Regions from separate parts of the Mus musculus genome. Here all the other regions are linked to region 3. The links are chromatin contacts, called in public HiChIP or PLAC-seq maps. All regions are on one chromosome and are shown on one strand. Each heading gives the region's core, a stretch centred on a gene start, on an enhancer-like site or on the middle of the called end of the contact. The rest is flanking DNA. Distances are from core to core; before and after follow the strand shown.

Region 1 (5,133 bases), core at 1,148-3,647, 330 kb before region 3:
TTTAACAGTTCAAAGCAACAGGAGCAAAACACCCAAGTTGCACATGAATCTGGCATGGTGTCTGATAAATCCTTGTGTGTGCCCCAAATGTGAAGGTTATGGGGTATTCTGTAGGTTCATTCATTGTTTAGCCAGCTCTTGACATTCACCTTTGGAATATTTTTGGTAATAACTTGGAGATGCAGGGGAATAGCCAGTAGTGTAGCATTTCTGTTGTTTGTAATTTCAATGTAACTATCTAGTAGTACTTGGCTCTTAGAAGATGTTACTGCTAAATTTCTTTCTACCTAATGAACTAGCCTGTCGGTTACCTATTCTGTCACTACATATAGTTCAGTTCACATACCCTATGTTGGCATATGACTATGTGATACGATAGTAGTGCCTGGGTTTCTCTATGTAAACGAATCCCTTTGCCAAACACAGTTCAGACTTGCTCACTACTGACAGGAGTGGAACAGGAAATGAATGTTTTCCCAGCTTGGGAGCCTGTTTATTGGATTTAGGGCAGCAGTGTGGGAAGCAGGAGGTGGAGGCCAGTATCTCCTACCAGACTGTATGCCACTTCTGGGCAATAATGTTGTCATGATCTGAACTAGGCAGGAGGAGGTGGGGTGACTAGAGACTTGAGATTCTTAGTTAAACTGAAGACTTCATTTGGGCACCAGAAACCTTAACAAATAATCTCGCACCTTGAGCCACAAACGTCCCTTAAAGTATGCTTTACCCAAGCATGACACACAAACACACATTCTGTTTGGGGTTATGGTTTAAGATGTGAACAGAAACATGATGAGGTTTGTTTAATGGCATACTGTACTAGAACGCTGAAGACCTGCAGCAGATGTAAATTCCAAGTCTTGTTTTTTTGTTTTGTTTTGTTTTTGTTTTTGTTTTTTTCGGTTTTTCGAGACAGGGTTTCTCTGTTTAGCCCTGGCTGTCCTGGAACTCACTTTGTAGACCAGGCTGGCCTCGAACTCAGAAATCCCCTTGCCTCTGCCTCCCGAGTGCTAGGATTAAAGGCGTGCACCACAACACCCAGCTTTTGTTATTTTTTAAGATTGTGAAATTATAAAAATGCATATCAATCAAGTTTTAATACACTGGGTGGATGAGGCTGCCATTGTACAATTTCTATCTTTGGGTTCTCAGGCATGGTTCCGACAGTGTAAGAACTCTGTAACATTTAACTTTAAATAAACAGTAAACCTATGAAAAAAAGAAATGACATAAAAAGGAAAGGATATGGCTTCTCCTAAATATGGTGAAGTAGAATGTGTCTTATCATCAAAAGAAAGAGAATAGCCGGACACAGGAACAGTCTACAATGGACAGAACCATGAGCCTCATGAGGAGAGGGAGCAGGAAAGCCAGACCCAGAGGCCAGGAGGGTGAATGATCAGTAAAAAAGACCAGGTAGCCAAATGGATGCATTACATGAAGAAAAGCAGCTGGGAGGACATTTGCCCAACCTCTGTGCTAGGGGTCTGGAAAGGACAGCATTGCACTGTAGCAGGTAGGGATAGAGGACTGTTTGGAGAACCTGGAACCAAGGACTGATTTGATTTGTTAAATAGGCACGTTGGCCTTTTGTTCCAGGTTTTAATATTCAACATTAGGGATGACTGAAGAGATTGAAATGATTTAATTGTAATCTCAAAAGTTATTTAAAAAAATGAACTAGTTGTTTTATTTCTTCTCTGCCTAAGTTATCAATGGCGGTAGAGGGAGAGAGGGACTTAGGTGGGAAAAGTGAGAGGGAGGGAAAAAGGGGAGCAGAATGAGTTATGGGTGGGAGACAAGAGAGAGCCCAGAGGGCCAGAAGAATGAATGGAAATATGGAGCAGTAGAATTTGGAGATTGGAGAGAAACCTCTAGAAAGTCTTATAGACCTGGGGTGTGAGAGGCTTCCTAGATCCTGCCATGTCCCCATATTGATGATAATGGACTGAACCTCTGAACCTGTTAGCCATCCCCTGTTAGCGGGCAGTGGGAGCCAGCGAGCCCAGCCGTTAAGGGAGCGCTGAAGACCCAGCTCGCTTTACTCAGAGGAGAGGAGGCCCAAAGCACCACTTCCTCGAGGCCCTGTCCACTCGGCTCCACAGCCCGCTAGAGGCCTGGAGGAGGCGGGGCCAAGGAGGAGCATGCGCACGCGCCCTCGCGAGCCGGCCTTCTAAGGGGGAACGAGCGATCTCGCGAGGGTTGAGAGCGGGTGGCGTAGGTATCTGTCCTGGTTGGCTGGAGAAGAGAATTTACTCCCGGAGAGGAGAAGGCGCCGGGAGGCCTCTGAGAACTTTCCGTTTTCCTTTCCCTTTCCCTCGGCCCTCCGCCTCCTCAGAGTCAGCCCGCCTTCCCTGACCTCCGTGACCCCACTGGCCCCGCCCACTCCCGTCGACGTGATTCCCGCCGTGAGGTAAACGCCAGTGAGGCAGAGTTCCGTGGAAGAGGACGGCGAGGCGAGCGGCACGGCTGGGCCGGCTCGGGTCGGTGGCGGACCCCTCGCGCGTGAGAACTTCCGGGCGCGTCTCGCTCCTCCGGCGGCCCGGACGCCAGTGTCGCGCAGGCCCAAGCTGCTTCCCTCGGCGCCGCGCCTGCCCGTGGCCGCGGCGGGTGACGCAGCCGGAACATGTCGTCCGCGGTGGAGCCTCCGCCGCTCCCGCCTCCCGAGAGCGCGCCTTCCAAGCCCTCGGCGCCCGGCGGGAGCAGCAGCGGCAACAAAGGCGGCCCCGAGGGCTGCGGGCTCGTGCCCCGGCCCCGCGGACACCGAGATGGAGGAAGTATTTGATAATGGATCACCTGGAAAGCAAAAAGAAATCCAAGAACCAGATCCTACATATGAAGAAAAAATGCAAACTGACCGAGCAAATAGATTTGAGTATTTATTAAAGCAGACAGAGCTGTTCGCTCATTTCATTCAGCCTGCTGCTCAGAAGACTCCAACCTCACCCTTGAAGATGAAACCAGGGCGCCCACGGGTAAAAAGGATGAAAAACAGAATTTGCTTTCAGTTGGAGATTACCGACACTGTAGAACAGAGCAAGAGGAGGATGAAGAGCTATTAACAGAAAGTTCCAAAGCAACTAATGTTTGTACTCGATTTGAAGATTCTCCATCATATGTAAAATGGGGTAAACTGAGAGATTATCAGGTGCGAGGATTGAATTGGCTCATCTCTCTGTATGAGAATGGCATCAATGGGATCCTTGCAGATGAAATGGGTTTGGGAAAGACACTTCAAACAATTTCTCTTCTTGGATACAGGAAACACTATAGAAATATTCCTGGTCCTCATATGGTTTTGGTTCCCAAGTCTACATTGCACAACTGGATGAGTGAATTCAAGAGATGGATACCAACACTTAGGTCTGTTTGCTTGATAGGAGATGAAGAGCAAAGAGCTGTATTTGTCAGGGATGTTTTATTACCAGGAGAGTGGGATGTGTGTGTCACATCTTATGAAATGCTTATTAAAGAGAAAGTCTGTGTTCAAAAAAATTCAACTGGAGATACTTAGTTATAGATGAAGCTCACAGGATAAAAAATGAAAAAATCTAAGTTGTCAGAAACAGTGAGAGAATTCAAGACTACAAATCGGCTGTTGCTAACAGGGACGCCTCTTCAGAACAACCTGCATGAGCTCTGGTCACTTCTAAACTTTTTGTTTCCAAATGTGTTTAATTCAGCTGATGACTTTGATTCCTGGGTTGATACAAATAATTGCCTTGGGGATCAAAAGCTAGTTGAGAGGCTTCATATGGTTTTGTGTCCATTCCTCTTTCGTCGAATTAAAGCTGATGTTGAAAAGAGTTTGCCTCCAAAAAAAGAAGTAAAAATCTATGTGGGTCTTAGCAAAATGCAAAGAGAATGGTATACTCGGATATTAATAAAAGATATAGACATATTAAACTCAGCAGGGAAGATGGACAAAATGAGGCTATTGAACATTTTGATGCAGTTGAGGAAATGCTGCAATCATCCGTATCTCTTCGATGGAGCTGAACCTGGTCCACTGTACACAACAGATACGCATCTTGTTACCAACAGTGGCAAGATGGTGGTGTTAGACAAGCTACTCCCTAAACTGAAAGAACAAGGTTCAAGAGTACTAATCTTTAGTCAGATGACAAGAGTATTAGACATTTTGGAAGATTATTGCATGTGGAGAAATTATGAGTACTGCAGGTTGGATGAACAGACACCCCATGATGAGAGACAAGACTCCATCAATGCATACAATGAACCAAATAGCACAAAGTTTGTATTTATGCTAAACACACGTGCTGGTGGTCTGGGCATCAATCTTGCAACTGCTGATGTAGTAATTTTATATGATTCAGATTGGAATCCTCAAATTGATCTTCAGCCTATGGACCATGCCCATAGAATTGGACAAAGGAAGACTGTCCGAGTGTTTCGCTTTATAACTGATAACACTGTGGAAGAAAGAATAGTGGAACGTGCTGAGATGAAACTTAGACTGGATTCGATAGTAATTCAACAAGGGAGGCTTGTAGATCAGAACCTGAACAAAATTGGGAAAGATGAAATGCTTCAAATGATTCGACGTGGTGCCACACATGTGTTTGCTTCAAAAGAAAGTGAAATCACTGATGAGGATATTGATGGTATTTTAGAAAGAGGTGCAAAGAAGACTGCAGAAATGAATGAAAAGCTCTCCAAGATGGGTGAACGTTCACTTAGAAACTTTACGATGGATACAGAGTCCAGTGTTTATAACTTTGAAGGAGAAGACTATAGAGAAAAACAAAAGAGTGCATTCACAGAGTGGATTGAACCACCAAAAAGAGAAAGAAAAGCCAACTATGCTGTTGATGCATATTTCAGGGAAGCTCTCCGTGTTAGTGAGCCTAAAGCACCCAAGGCACCTCGACCTCCAAAACAACTAAATGTTCAGGATTTCCAGTTCTTTCCTCCAGGTTTATGTGAATTACTGGAAAAAGAAATTCTGTATTACAGGAAAACTATTGGGTATAAGGTACCTTGGAGTCCTGATCTACCTAATGCAGCACAGGCATAGAAAGAACAGCTAAAAATTGATGAAGCAGAGACCCTCAATGACGAGGAGTTAGAGGAAAAAGAGAAGCTTCTGACACAGGGGTTTACAAATTGGAA
Region 2 (4,669 bases), core at 298-2,797, 500 kb after region 3:
AGTGTGGTTAATCTGTACATATATGCAGAATCAATTAACTTGTGAACTTGTGACATAATTTTTCTTTCTTTCTTTCTTTTTTTTTTTAACATAAGCACAATATGGGAAAATATAAAACTCACCACAATGGGTAACAAGGTGTCCATGGGCTCAGAACCCTGTTCTCTAAAGAAAGACCATCAGGTCTAGACTTGTGCTTCTGAGCTCTTACTTCCATGCTGGCCTAGAATCCATTTTTAACCTCTCACAGTCATCACAACAGGTTTTGAACCTCAGAGGTCACAAGAGAATCCTGGAACTCATTACTTTCATGAAAGAGTTGACTTCCAGCCATATTCTCTAAGGTGACTTGGGTAATTCTCCAGTCTCCTTTCCACAGCCTATGAAGATATGCATGGGTATACATAGAATATTATAGAGCACAATCAGGGAATCTTCTATGAACAAATGGCTAAACAGTTCAGTATGTATTGTAGGTCTCTTTCTATTTTTTCCTTCCTTCCTTCCTTCCTTCCTTCCTTCCTTCCTTCCTTCCTTCCTTCTTTCCTTTCTTTATTCTTTCTTTCTTTTGCCAAATATCTAAACACTTTTTGAAAGGAATTTTTCTTTATTGCCTCACCCTTCAAGCAGTAAATAATATTGTGCCTAAACCTAACATCATTTTATTCATCATTTTCTTTGACTAAGGTATCCAATTCCTCTACATTTTGTCCTAGTCTAATAATCTGTCTCTCACACGTTCTCTATGAGTTATTATTATTTGCCTTACTGCATTTTCTTTTCAGGATCTTTTCCTTGTTTATTTCTAAGCACATATTGAACTCAATTTTCATATCCTACGTTGTCCTCCTTTCCTTTAGGCATTTGCTATTATTCTTTAGCCCAAGAATCATTTTGTTCCTGTTCTCTTTCAGTTGATATATGTGGTTTACACACTTTAATCTCTTTGATAATGACTCTGGGTTTTCTATTCTTTACCTAGGATATCATGTAAATTGCTATCTTTATAAGATACATACACAGTTGATAGTTTGAGCCAAAGACATTTTATCTTAACTTTACTTTGTTTTGGGTATTGAGCATCAGAATTCAGAGGGACTGCTTAATTGTGTGCATTTTTAGCCCAGGAGGATAGACTCCCATTGTGAGAAGTTAGGCAGGATCCGTTGTATCTGAAGGATTCAGAACCCAGGTGCAGTGTCTTACTACATTCAGTTCTGGTCTAGTCTGGCAGCAACCTTGTGGGAAGCTGAGGAGAGTAGATCCTGAGAAGTTGTGTTTCCACAACAGAGTTGGAGGAGTGGTTCCTGATGGGGAGGTTGGGCCTCCTACATGATTAGATAAGTTTAAGAAAAAGACAAAATAAAAACAAAGAATCAATCAATCAATGAATTAAATAAGCAAGCAAGCAAAAATCCAAACCAACAAAAATTGCTCTGAAGAACCGGGAAGCTAATTAATTAAAAAGTCCTGAAGTAGGTGGGCTTAGAAGAATGGCAGGAAGCTGCTGAGTATTGGGCGGGTCCAGAAGGAGTGGCTCTGAGGAACCTAGATTTCCGCCATTCCAGCATTCTCAATGTTTCTCGGCTGCCTCGTGGTCAGGAAGTCGTGGAGGGAGACTAGTGCCTAGTGTTTGCGGAACCTGAAAACTTCCTTAAGCTGCAGTTGCTGTGCTGGCCTCCTAGGATATTCAGCAGCTGGTCCTGTCACCTGCCAGGTCAGAGGAGCTTTTGTGCTGGGAAACGGGCAGGAGCAGGGCAGGCGCGTGGAGCAGGGGTGCGTTTTCTGCCACTCTTACAATTCTGTTGTGGATATCTTACCATTATCAGGAAGTTTTAGTTCCTGTGAATTGAGTTTATGGTGATGTTTTAATTGATTTTATGGTTGCCAGAATATTTTTATAAAACAACCCTGTACATCCTTGGCCCTCTGTGGAGTTTGTATACCGGGAGGGTTGTTTTTGCAAAGGCCTTAATAAAGTTCCTCGAATTCAATGCTTTCTTAACTCCCCTGTTCCTCAATTTGCCATTTAATTTCCCTTTCTCTAGGGAACTGAGTAGGCATCCCGAGAGAGCTTTGTAGGTATTTGTCATATGGGGACCAGTGCAGATTTGATAGAATTAGAAAATATTCCTTATAAAGCACCATCGTATGGCTGTAAATATTATCATTAACCAAGCAAAGTTATATTCTCCGTTAGCTGAACACAGAGGTATATGCATACTTTGATGTAAATACATCATTGAGAAATGTGTCTACATATGCTTTGTTATTAGTGTCACACCTTAGGTTTGAATAAAACATGAAGACAGGATTGCAGCAAGGTACTTGTGAGGAGAAATTTCCTTAAGGAAATGAGGACAACATAGGATATGAAAATTGAATTCAATAGGTGGTTATAAATACAAAGAAAGGAAAAGAAAAAAGAAAAGAAAAGAAGACCCTGAAAAGAAAATGCTGTAAGGTGAATAATAATCATTCATAGAGAATGTGTGTGAGACAGATTATCAGACTTGAAGATATATAGTAGGTTCTGTTAAACCTGAGTGTCGCCAGAGAAAAACCAATTCCTCCATGTGGGCCAGGTTTATCAAATAATACATCCTGACCAAGTGATAGATTTTGGTCACATGCTACAGGCATTTTATAGGCCATTGTACTTTCCTATGAGGCTTTATCATTTTCCTAACAAATGCAACCTACAGCACTTCAAGAAGATACCTGGTTCTTGTGCTGGTGGTAAGGTTAATTTTTGGCATTTTAGTGAATTCAGAGATATCTGGTTGGGTCCAGACTGAACCAGGCCATCAGGTGGGGGAGGGGAATTGAGGATGTGATAGAGAATAGAGGGGCAGGTCTAGAGATAACCAGCAGCCAAGAAAGCACCTATCCAACTATGACTTCATTGATATGTTAACAGGTACCCCAGGTAGCCATTCTTCCTGAATTTCTTTGAATTTTTCCAAGGTTCAGCCTACCATGCTGTGCGGTGATGATTTCAGGAGTAGATATTTTAATAAGTGGAAAATTTTCAATGGATTTTTGTTTGTTTGTTTGTTTTTGGATATTGGTTTTTTCGAGACAGGGTTTCTCTGTGTAGTCCTGGCTGTCCTGGAACTCACTTTGTAGACCAAACTCAGAAATACGCCTGCCTCTGCCTCCAAAGTGCTGGAATTAAAGGAGTGCACCACTGCCTGGCTTTTACTATGGATTAAGACAAAATGAGACAGTATCTTTTGAATAATTTTGATCGCTTACTTTACTGGATTACTGTCTGGATTCTGGATCAGAATAATTTTCTTCCAGTCTTCCCTCCTCCTCTTCTGTGTTGCTCGGAAAAAGACTTTATGTGTGTTAACTGTGTGACTGACTCTCACATCTTTAGGGTAAATGAAATACTCAGAGAAAAATAGGCATTCTCTTCATATCTTCTCTTCATGTTTATCCTTTGCTCGGGTATTGACATCTTTCATTTTTGTTCCATGAACAGTTCCATGTTCATTCTAAACAATATTTTCCCATTTTCAGGTCTCCATATGCTCAGTCAAATCTCCATAACTGTAAATCAACACTAAGAGCACTAGAAGGTTAAAGGTCAAGGAGACTCTCACAAAGGATCCAGATATGTTAGAGGTATTGAACAATGGGTGGAGTTGGGCTCGCCTGTTAGTAGAAAGAGGACATGAATTTGATTTTGCCAGATTCTATTTCCTTAATGATTCTGGAAAAGAATAATATTAGATGTGATGATATGGATTTGCCATGGAGGGAAGTGCTGTCAGCTGTCACTTGATGTCAATATTTAATTAATTTTGATCCTGGGAAATTGCTGTTGCCCATTGCAATCAAAGTTTATTTTATCCAGATTGAAAGCAGCATCAGGCTATGGTTGTAACAAGGGCAATTTATACATAAAGCACATGTCAGCAGTAGATTCCCTCCTAGGGCCTATGACCTTCCTTACTGGATTTTTAGGCAGATTTTCTTTTCTTTTTTTTTTTTTTCATTTTTTATTAGGTATTTAGCTCATTTACATTTGCAATGCTATACCAAAAGTCCCCCATAGCCACCCACCCCCACTCCCCTACCCACCCACTCCCCCTTTTTGGCCCTGGCGTTCCCCTGTACTGGGGCATATAAAGTTTGCGTGTCCAATGGGCCTCTCTTTCCAGTGATGGCCAACTAGGCCATCTTTTGATGCATATGCAGTTAGAGTCAAGAGCTCCGGGGTACTGGTTAGTTCATAATGTTGTTCCACCTATAGGGTTGCAGATCCCTTTAGCTTCTTTGGTACTTTCTCTAGCTCCTTCATTGGGGGCCATGTGATCCATCCAATAGCCGACTGTGAGCATCCACTTCTATGTTTGCTAGGCCCAGGCATACAAGAGACAGCTATATCAGGGTCCTTTCAGCATAATCTTGCTAGTGTATGCAATGGTGTCAGCATTTGGAAGCTGATTATGGGATGGATCCCCGGATATGGTAGTGTCTACATGGTCCATCCTTTTATCTCAGCTCCAAACTTTGTCTCTGTAACTCCTTTCAAGGGTGTTTTGTTCCCACTTCTAAGGAGGGGCATAGTGTTCACACTTCAGTCTTCATTTTTCTTGAGTTTCATGTGTTTAGGAAATTGTATCTTATATCTTGGGTATCTTAGGTTTTGGGCTAA
Region 3 (5,154 bases), core at 2,397-4,896:
TTGCTTTTCATAGCTGAGTAGTACTCCATTGTATAAATGGACCATATTTTTTGTATCCATTCCTCTGTTTAGGGACATCTAGGTTGTTTTCAGCTGCTGGTTATTATAAATATGGCTGCTATGAACATAGTAGAGCATGTGTCCTTATTAAACCTTGGAGCATATTCTGAATATATGCCCATGAGTGGTATAGCTGGGTCCTCAGGTAGCACTATGTCCAATTTTCTGAGGAACTTCCAGACTGATATCCAGAGTGGTTGTACCAGCTTGCAATCCCAGCAGCAACGGAGGAGTGTTCCTCTTTCTCCACATCCTCGCCTGCATCTGCTGTCACTTGAGTTTTTCATCTTAGCCATTCTGACTGGTGTGAGGTGAGTTGTTTTGATTTACATAAGCCTGATGATTACTGATGTTGAACATTTCTTTAGGTGCTTCTCAGCCATTCATGTTTCCTCAGTTGAGAATTCTCTGTTTAGTTCTATTCCCCATTTTTTAAAAAATAGGGTTATTTGGCTCTCTGGAGGAGTAACCAGTCTGAGTCTTTTTATTGGGGAATGGAGTCATTGATGTTAAGAGATATTAAGGAGTGGTGATTGTTGCTACCAGTTGTTTTTGTTGATAGAGGTAGAATTATGTTTGTATGGTTAACTTCTTTTGGGTTTGTTGAAAGATTACTTTCTTGCTATTTCTAGGGTAGAGTTTCCCTTCTTGTGTTGGAGTTTTTCATCTTTTACCTGTTGTAGGGCTGGATTTGTGGAGAGATATTATGTAAATTTGGTTTTGTCTTGGAGTATCTTGGTTTCTCCATCTATGATAATTGAGATTTTTGGTGGCTATAGTAGCCTGGGCTGGCATTGTTGTTCTCTTAGCGTTTGTATGACATTGGCCCAGGATCTTCTAGTTTCATAGTCTGGTGAGAAGTCTGGTGCAATTCTGATAGGTCTGCCTTTATATGTTATTTGACCTTGTTCCCTTACTGCTTTTAATATTCTTTCTTTGTTTTGTGCATTTTGTGTTTTGACTATCAAGTGCCAGGAGGAATTTCTTTTCTGGTCCAACCTATTTGGAGTTCTGTAGACTTCTTGTATGTTCATGGGTATCTCTTTCTTTAAGTTATGGAAATTTTCTTCTATAATGTTGTTGAAGATATTTACTGCCCCTTTATGTTGGGAATCTTCACTCTCTTCTATACCTATTATCCCTAACATTGGTCTTCTCATTATATCCTGTATTTCCTGGGGTTTTTTGTTTGTTTGTTTGTTTTTTTGTTTTTGTTTTGTTTTCCTTTGGTTAGGAGCTTTTTGCTTTTTGCATTGTCTCTGACTGTTGTGTCCATGTTTTCTGTGGTATCTTCTGCACCTGAGAGTCTCTCTCTTCTATCTCTTTTATTCTATTGGTGATGCTTGCATCTATGACTCCTGATCTCTTTCCTAGGTTTTTTGTCTCCAAGTTTGTCTTCCTTTGTGATTTCTTTATTGTTTCTACTTCCATTTTTAGAATCTGGATGAGTTTGTTCAATCCTTTGCTTGTTTGGTTGTATTTTCCTGTAATTCCTTAAGGGATTTTTATGTTTCCTCTTGAAGGGTTTCTAGCTGTTTATCCGAGTTCTCCTGTATTTCTTTAAGAGAGTTATTTATGTTCTTCTTAAATTCCTTTATCATCATCATGAGATGTGATTTTAAACAGAGTCTTGCTTTTCCTGTGTGTTGGGGTATCCAAGGCTTGCTGTAGTGGGAGAACTGGGTTCTAATGATGCCAAGTAGCCTTGGTTTCTGTTGCTTATATTCTTGTGCCTGCCTCTTGCCATCTGGTTTTCTGTGGTGTTTTCTGGTCTTTCTGTCTCTGACTGTGGCTTGTCCCTCCTGTAAGCCTGTGTGTCAGCACTCTTGGGAGACCAGTTCTCTTATGGTGGGATTTGGGTATGGAGAGCTGTGGCACAAGGTCAGCTCCGAGTGCAGATAGATTCTAGAAGGATCTGGTCCCAGGCTGCTTCTTGGTTCCTGTGTCCTGAGGGCTCTAGGAGGGTCCTCTTGGGCTGGGTATTTGAGCAGAAGTGGTGGTCTTACCTGTGCTCTCAGGTGTGTCAGCACTCCTGGAAGACCAGCTTTCTCCCAGAGGAATTTGGGTTTGGAGAGCTGTGGCACAGGGTCAGCTCCAGGAGCAGATGGAAACCAGAAACTCTTTATTATTTTTAACTTATTAACAAATATATCCAGTTTAAATAATTTTTTACAATATACTTCATTCTTCTTGTTATCATGAAATTTAGAAAACAATTTTAATGAGTTAATTAAAAATGGAAGACCAAGAGGCTTTATCTAAAACACATAAAACATAGTGTTTTAGATATCTGTTATAAGTAGTTAAAATACATTAGTAGTTTTGTGACCAAATTTAAATTAAGTATGTGTTAAAATTTAAGCCATTATGCAGTGTAAGAGGACATGGAGTTTTGTTGTTAGAAACAGCATTTACTTTTATTGTACTTAAGAGGTAACAAAATATGATAAGACATCCAGATCAGGATAGAGTTTGACTTAATTATTCATTTTTAAGCTAATAACAAGGATAACTAATTTTTAAAAATATATCATTATGTTGCAATATATTAATCATCTGTAAACTCTAAAATATCTGTATAAGCCTTAAAGTAGGTTCTTAAATAATAATTTAAAAAGTTATTTAGAGTTATCTCTTACATAGTTCTTGAAAAGCGCATTCGTTTGACTTTAAAGAGGCAGAAGTAGTAAGAAAATCACATAAACATCTTCAAAGCGTTCATATTCATATGTCTATTGCCATATATGTGATATGTATACGAAAGCACAGGCATAAATCATCCTTTTAATCTTTGGAATAGAGTTTAGTATTTCAAGGGAGTGCACAGGAAGATCATATCCTACAGAAGGTGCAACCATCTCTTAAAGTTAATGTAGGTCCTCAAGAAATATGGGACAAGTTAATGTATATCCTCAAGCAATACAGGCCAGAAGTGGGATAAGGATCAAAGAGATAGCATCTAGACCAGTACAGTGGGAGTATGTATATCTTACCCTAAAAGCAGATTTGAAAATGTTTTATTTAAAAACTCATATTAGGTGCGAGCTGAACCACCTGGGTGCGATGTGCAGAGGTAGAGCATCCGCCAGCGAGGCTCCGGAGCCCAGGTCCGAAGAAGCGGGGTCCAGAGCCGGCGCCTCGCGCCACAGGCCGCCCCCCGGGCTCAGGAGCCTAAGGAGCCGCAGCGAAGGGAGGGAGGCGCCGCGCCGTTCGCGTCCCCCGTCTCAGGACTCCACAGCCCGCGCCGGCGGCCCTCACTCCTCCAGGCTTCGGGAGGGCTCGCGGCGGTGGGGTAGCCAGGCGGAGCTCTGGAAGCCGCGGTCGCGTGGCGTCGTGCTCCGGCTCCAGCCGCCGCCGGCCCCGCCAGCCAGCCGCGCCGCCCTGCTCCGTCCCGGGCTGCGTTCGCCGGCGCTCCTCGCCGCTGTGGAGACAATGGAGGGCGGCAGAGCGCACGCGCGGCCCGCGCCCCCTCCCTCCTCTCGCACCCCCCCCCCCCGCCGGGTTAACCCTTTCGCGGCCCCTGCGGCGCAACGGCGAGCTGCGGCCTCGGAGGTCCCCACCCACCCACCGCCTGCGCCCCGGGCGGTCCAGGGACAGGACGTCTCCAGCCGCGACAGAGATAACACTTCCTCTGGAACACAGCTCTGCTGTAGTCGCGGCGAAAGTCGAATCACTATCTTCAAAACGAGACCCTGAGTGGGGGGAGGGGTAACGACGGTTTTAGCGGGTAGGAAGGAAACATGAAGAAGAAAGAAAAACCAACTAATAAAGCCTACCTGGGTTTGAGGGTCACTGGGCGAGCTCCCCTCCCACCACAGACCTGTCCTCACAGCACCCTCTGGTGGATATGCTGTCCATTCGTTTGGAGGTTCTCCATCCAAGGACCCCAGTCAACCTTAGGAAGTTTACCATGGGGGGTGGGGGGTGGGGGGGGGAGGGAGGGGGGAGGGAGTCAGCTTGGACCCAAACACCTGGAGTCTTTATTTGGGATTAGCTGTTAGGAGATACAACAGTGCCCCAGTGGCGCCTAGACTTTGCTGTCGTTAGATCAGAACCAACTATTTGGGTCTAAATCGATTCCTTAGGCTAGAATATAATCCTCAAAATCAATAGGTGGATTAAAAAAAAAAAAACCGGCAAAATAGAACCATGCAGCGGAGCTGTTTTAGAAACTCCTTGCCCAAGGCCGATTGCTGTTTTGTTTATCATGTATTTTGACATAGAGCCATATTTTGACATAGAGCTACGAGGCAAGGGCACAGTACTCAATATTTGTTGACCAAATTGCAAAAAAAAATAAAAATAAAAACTCATATTAATCATCTCCCTTTAAGATATGGTCCCTTTAAGACGAGTACTCTGGCTTTTATGTCGACATGTATTATGAAAACAACAATAAAACATATAACCATATATATATTCATACATAATAGACATTTAATAGCTGGGTGGTCAGCCATGGTGCATGGTTTCTAATTACAGCACCCAGAAGGCAGAGTCCCAGAAACTATCTCAAAAAAAAAAAAAAAAATCAAAACCACAAAAAAAGAAAGAAAAAATTTTCAACATTATTATTTGTTTGTATTACATTTCCTATAATCCTCATTGTGAAAAGGAAACAAAATAGAGATCTTCAGTAAACATGTAAATCTATTAATTTATAGATGGCCCAGTACAAAAACAAACAAACAAGCAAACAAAAACACATACATACAAACATAAATACACTTAACAGTTTTATACTAAGAATAGTGTGGCCTACTCAATTATTCTTTTTATATTATATGTAGGAAAGTGACTTAGAACGTTAAAGAAACAATAAGGGTGGCTGGTGAGATGGCTCAACAGTTAAGCGCTCTAACTGCTCTTCCAAAGATCCTGAGTTCAAATCCCAGCAACCACATGGTGGCTCACAACCATCCATAATGAGATCTGATACCCTCTTTTGGAGTGTCCAAAGACAGCTACAGTGTACTTACATATAATACATAAGTAAATCTTAAAAAAAAAAGAAATAAGATAAGTCACCACTGGGATAACCATCAAAACAATTTATGAATTATGCAAAACTGCCACAATGTCCTCAAGCAAGAT

The links. HiChIP or PLAC-seq counts read pairs in DNA pulled down with a chosen protein or histone mark.
Region 1: a contact with region 3 is called in an H3K4me3 HiChIP or PLAC-seq map of embryonic stem cells, with 1.7 times the contacts expected there. The contact joins two enhancer-like sites. A contact is called at or near these places in 2 of 115 datasets of contacts at active chromatin or transcription factors (embryonic stem cells and stem cell-derived neural progenitor cells).
Region 2: an H3K4me3 HiChIP or PLAC-seq map of embryonic stem cells shows a contact between it and region 3, with 4 times the contacts expected there. The contact joins two enhancer-like sites. A contact is called at or near these places in 3 of 115 datasets of contacts at active chromatin or transcription factors (embryonic stem cells, regulatory T cell precursor and stem cell-derived neural progenitor cells).

Annotation. Positions count from the first base shown.
Region 1 is chr4:147,736,100-147,741,232 of GRCm38.p6, reverse strand. It overlaps the pseudogene Gm13136. Among named protein-coding and RNA genes, the nearest start is that of Zfp534, 36 kb to the right of the region's middle. Within about 2 kb of position 2,397, at least 31 of the 459 cell types and tissues checked have an H3K27ac peak or open chromatin away from gene starts, as enhancers often do. A contact at or near this core is called in embryonic stem cells, where this site is marked.
Region 2 is chr4:146,906,474-146,911,142 of GRCm38.p6, reverse strand. The region is part of intron 6 of Zfp993 (zinc finger protein 845); the gene reads right to left. Among named protein-coding and RNA genes, the nearest start is that of Gm21411, 7.6 kb to the right of the region's middle. Within about 2 kb of position 1,547, at least 20 of the 459 cell types and tissues checked have an H3K27ac peak or open chromatin away from gene starts, as enhancers often do. A contact at or near this core is called in embryonic stem cells, where this site is marked.
Region 3 is chr4:147,405,538-147,410,691 of GRCm38.p6, reverse strand. No RefSeq gene overlaps it. Among named protein-coding and RNA genes, the nearest start is that of Gm46898, 3.6 kb to the left of the region's middle. Within about 2 kb of position 3,646, at least 77 of the 459 cell types and tissues checked have an H3K27ac peak or open chromatin away from gene starts, as enhancers often do. A contact at or near this core is called in embryonic stem cells, where this site is marked.